Linked DNA regions of Gossypium hirsutum: region 1 is linked to region 2. A link is a contact called in public Hi-C data. All regions are on one chromosome and are shown on one strand. The core of a region is the stretch at or near the end of the contact, and the rest is flanking DNA. Distances in the headings are between cores, read along the strand shown.

The links. A called contact is a pair of places that touch in the nucleus more often than the background predicts.
Region 1: a contact with region 2 is called in a Hi-C map of leaf, with 1.7 times the contacts expected there. The contact joins the promoter of LOC121202989 here to the enhancer-like site in region 2. A contact is called at or near these places in 3 of 34 Hi-C or Micro-C datasets (anther and leaf).

The regions. Positions count from the first base shown.
Region 1 is chrA08:63,724,305-63,727,004 of Gossypium_hirsutum_v2.1, forward strand. It overlaps LOC121202989 (remorin), which reads left to right and starts at 1,362. Exons shown (of 5, transcript XM_016847004.2): 1 at 1,362-1,749; 2 at 1,846-1,896; 3 at 1,987-2,074; 4 at 2,214-2,295; 5 at 2,385-2,700. The coding sequence starts at 1,590. The coding sequence ends at 2,579.
Region 2 is chrA08:63,613,895-63,616,594 of Gossypium_hirsutum_v2.1, forward strand. No RefSeq gene overlaps it. Among protein-coding and RNA genes, the nearest start is that of LOC107952364, 21 kb to the left of the region's middle. Within about 2 kb of position 1,282, at least 1 of the 9 cell types and tissues checked has an H3K27ac peak or open chromatin away from gene starts, as enhancers often do. A contact at or near this core is called in leaf, where this site is marked.

The DNA of each region.
Region 1 (2,700 bases), core at 112-2,611, 110 kb after region 2:
TGTCCCTCTACATTCTAACTGGTCTATCCATCCGACATTAAGATCAAAGTCAAATTTGTGATGTTGACTTATTTGACTAACATTCTCAACAGGCTCTAAGTCTACTAACTCAGCAAATAACTCAATTGGTTAGGGTTCTCACTCCCAGTCGACCACCATATTTCCATCATAGTGCCTAAGTCATCATTATCTAATAGTTGCATCTCATAAATTTGAACGGATCTATAGAGATTGGAAACTTGTAAAATAATCTGAACATTGCCCTTCCACAATAGATAGCTATTTTCGCACTGATATTCTTTTTCATTTCTACCAGCTTCACATTTTTTTTTTGAATTGCAACCCTATCTTTGTCGACATTGAAATACACAACCAACATCACATTCTACAATTTTACCATAAAAAAGAACGTACACCAAAAACACCTCATTATTCATATTCAACAGAATTTTTGAATTCTTCTACTAAACACAACAATTTCACCATTCAATATATGCTAGAGAACGGGGCTATACAAAATGGCTCCACTAAAATAAAATATTAAATATTTATATTAAAAAAATAAAAAAATTACACTTGTAATAAAGTGAGATCCATTTAGAATGGCTCCACCAAATTAAATATTAAATTTTAAAAATTTAAATATAATTTAAAAAAGAATTTGAATATCTTTAAAAATAATTTTAGAAAATTATATTTAAAATTAAAAAATATTTAAAATATTATTCAACAAATAATAAATTTGAAAAGTCATATCTTTAAAAATAATTATTTTAAATGTTTTATAATATTAAAAAATTATATTTAAAATTGAAAAAATAATATTTAAATTTTAAAAAATATATTTAAAATTAAAAAAATACTCACATTTTATAAAACCAATAATAAACAAATAAATAAATGACAAATAAAAAACCTTAAAAAAAAGGAAAAAGGATAAAGAATTAGAAAAAGTAACGTGGATGAAAAAAATAAAAAATTAATCTGTTTTAATAAGCAAATAGGCAAATAGGTAGATAGGCTATTATCTTGGAATTTGGTGGCGCCAATTTATTTGGCTCTATCAGAAAAAAGTAAATTTTCTTAAATCATCATATTTTCGAAAATCAAAGTATTTCCTTAGTATTTATATAAGTAGTGCTATTCTATATAGTTTCACAAAAAAATTAATTTTTTAATACAGATTGTTGACGCGGTTGGTGGCCCAAAACACTTTAGTTCCACCAATTTTTACTATAAAATTTGAGTTATTTTCGTATTTTATAAAAAAATAAATTATTTAAGTAATTAATTATTTTTTAGGTTATTTTTATAAAAAAGCCTAAAAAATTTAAATATTAATATTTTAACATGAATTTATTAGATTTCACATCCTGAAAAATAAGGAAGGTAAAAGCAGCAAGTTTAGAGTCGCTTTCTGCCAACTCATAAGTTACCCAGTAGTACCTACAATACAGCTCAGTCAGTCAATGGAAGAAGCTACAGTTAAAGTCTGTTCTCTGCCCCCCAACCCCAACCTAACTATAATATCTCAACCACCTCTTTTTCTTCACTTTCAGTTTTAAATTCTCTTTTTTGTGCACGCCCACATGGCAGATGTCGAAGAACCCAAGAAGCTTGAATCCGAAATCCCCTCCGACCCTCCGCCGCCACCCACCGAAGCCGCCGTGGAAAAATCCGTGACTCCACCTCCTCCTACTGAAGAAAAGCCCGCCGACTCTACGGAAAAGCCTCCCGAACCCATCGAAAGTATATATCTATATATCCCTTCTTTTTCCGTTTCAGCTCTGCTTCTGCTTCTGCGTGTTTCATTTTTTCTAATAATAAAAATTTGATGATATGCAGAGGCGGCAGAGTCGACGGAGAAGAAAAGCACGGAGGTGTCTGTTGATCGAGGTAATTTCGTTTCTCCATCTTGCGTTTCACAAAATCTTAGTATTTAGAATATGATTAAATTGAAAATTTCCCCCGGCTGTCTTTCTCCAGATGCTGTGCTTGCTAGAGTTGCGACTGAGAAGCGAATTTCACTAATCAACGCTTGGGAAGAAAGTGAAAAAAGCAAAGCTGAGAACAAGTATCAACTTTCTTCCCCTTGCCTTATTGTGAAAATTATAGGAAAACTGATATAAAAATGATTGCATACCATAACCATGCAATTAAATTATGTTTTCTGGCTGCTTTCTTACTCAAAGCTTATTGATATGGTTGAGCAGAGCACAGAAGAAGCTTTCTTCTATTGCGGCTTGGGAGAATACCAAGAAAGCAGCTATAGAGGCTGAGCTAAAAAGGATTGAGGTATTAATTTAATCAAGCATCCTTGGATGAAGATGATTATTATTATTATTGTTATTGAGTGTTGAGTGTTGAATTATATATATGAGCAGGAAAAGTTAGACAAGCAGAAGGCCGAGTATGTGGAAAAAATGAAAAACAAGGCAGCCTTAATCCACAAGGAAGCAGAAGAGAAGAAGGCAATCGTTGAAGCTAAGCGAGGGGAGGATGTTCTCAAAGCGGAGGAGTTGGCGGCAAAGTACCGTGCCACCGGAACCACTCCGAACAAGACCCTTGGTTGTTGTTGAGGATGAAATCATTAGAAAATGGGGTCATTTTATTCTCTTAGAGTTCATTTAAAAATATGTTTGTTTGAGTTTTAATATGGTGAAAGCATTAACCATTGTTCTGTGTGTATGTATTTCTGTG
Region 2 (2,700 bases), core at 32-2,531:
GTCTCTTTATATTTTTTCATTACAAAGAAAATTTATTTGATTCTTTTCTTTGATGGAGCTTCGATCCAAAGGTCATTTAAACTTGATCTTGGTAGCATTAAGTTCATTTCAAGTGTCATGGTGCCTTTCTCTTGAAATAAGTTTAAAACTCCTTTGTTCAATTGAATAAAATCGAAAGGTAGTTTTCTTCATAAATTGGTTTTTACTTCCTATCTTTAGTTGAACAAGATTAGAAAACATCTTTTTTTAGAACTGATATGATGTTGTTCAAAATTTCTTGAGATTTTGGAGAGAGTTTCAAGTCTGCAAAATATTCCCTTTAGAGAACTTCTGGATTTTTGAACTTGTGAATGTGTAGAAGTGTTAATTCTTCAAGTAAAAGAGAGTTTTATGAAATATAAACTATTTATTTAAGTGATCCACAAATATTAAACTCTTTTGTTTATTATTTATCTTATATAAATTTAATTCATTAGAGATAGAATAATTATTTAACATTATAACTTAATTAATTAAATTTAATTAGTGATAATATAAAACTCTTAATTTAAATTAATTAGAATAAAATAATTATTATACAATATGTGATGTCATCGTTTTAACCTATGATATTTTCGAGTTGACACGTGACCTTTGTAATTAGTTCAAAATTTTCTCCATCTACAGTATTTTAGAACACGAATTAAAATATACAGTGTCTAATTACAAAATTTTTTATAAGCTATTTATTATTTTTAGGGGTGATATCTATTCAGTTCGATTGAATCTTTTAGATTTTTTGAACCGTCCATCATAATTCGATTTGGCTCAATTCAATTCTCGGTTTTTCATATAATTTTTTTTGTTTTGATTTTTTAAATTTATTTTGATAAAATGAGATTTATTTTATAGCTTTTGAATATTATTTGATAAAATTTCAAAAACCTTTTTCATAAATATTTCTAAAAAACAATAATATTTTAAAAAAACTTAAATTATTTTCATTATTTTAAATATAAAATATTTATTTTATATAATACAAAGTTAAAATTAATTTTATTTAAATAAAAAATAACTCAATTTGATTTCAAATAATCATAATTTTTAAATTTATATTTTATAGTCCATCCAAATATATAGCTGGATTTGATTTTTTTCTCATCCCTAATTATTTTTGGTGACTAACCTTTTTAAATTTTGAAAGGGAGTCGATGGAAACTTACAATAAGTACCGTACAGTAGAAGGTATCTCGACACAAGAGATTGTCAATGTGGCAATAGTTGATTAGAACAACATGTGCTTTGAATGGACCACGTTTCCCAATTGTAGTCCCGCAGAGCAGAATATGTAAATATCAATAAGGTCTCATCACGTGGCAGTTCTTGGTTTGATTCTTGTGCCATCTCCAACAAGCGTTTTCTTTTCGCCTAACAAATCAATGAAAATATCTATTTTTAACCTAAAAAATCCATGTATTCACATTACTCTAATCGTTTGAACTATTAAATTAATGAACTCCTCTTGCTACTAAATCACAACATCAATGATTTGCAAAAGTACAAATTATTTATTACTATTATTTTTTGTTTTTCCGGATTTGGATGGGGTGGAATACGGTGTAGTGCATTTAGTTTATTTTTCTGTTTTACGCTACAATATCGTTTTAGTATCTAATTTCATCGTCACCACTATTTTTACACTAACAATAGGTAAGCATACCGCCCATCCAAACTCACCCTTAATTTATCAGTCCAAACGAATGAAAGTACTCTTTTAACTCAAAGCAATAATTTTTTTAAGACTAATTTGTGTTTCATGATTAGTTCTCAATAATATCTTTAAAATTTAAAATTAAATTATTTTTAATATTACAATATATTTTACCATTATTTATTAATTTAATCAATAATTGATATAAAAAATAGAAAACAAATTAATTATGTAATATTTGTTGAAGTGATAAATTGACAAGAGTTGTTTTGCTGCGCTAAGTAAGGCACTAGAATGCAAGATGGCCAACTACTAAAAAACAACGGGCCACTATGACATGTGCATTTACAAACTTAATGCGGGAGATCCCATCTTTGCCATGTTCATAGTCATAGTCTCGTTGCCATAGCTATGCATAAATTTGGAAACTTCTTTGGTTGCAAAGTTTGCCACATTTAGCTTACGATGACCGTTTGTGCTTATGCTACAACCCAGGATTATCCAATGCTAAAGCTATATTTTGAATATAATTTTTGTTTATAGGTTAAACTGTTACCATCGTCCAGTACAATGACGGGGGAATTCTACAACTTAGTGTTCCTGTACAACCAATGAAGCAACGTGATATTGAACTTATTTAGAGTCCTTATCTCATCTGGAAAACCTTGCTAAATCGACAGTGGATCTCATTAAGTCAACTACCCTTAAAGACATAGGTTTGTCTATTGAAAACACCTTGTTCAGAAGGCATGTCTTGCCTTGTATTATCAAAGGAATGTTTCTTCCATGTTCTGCACATGGATCTTATCAGATCACAACAAGGCCTACTTAGAAGACAATCTATAAAAAAAAAACCCTGCGTAGCCTTCAACCACACATGTGGGAGATCCCATGACTCAACAGCTTACTAGAAGCATCTTGACATCTATATCCTTGTGGACTACATTGGGAACCTATAAATATTTCTCACCAATCAAGAAATGGGAAAGACTTCCACTACTGTTACTCAA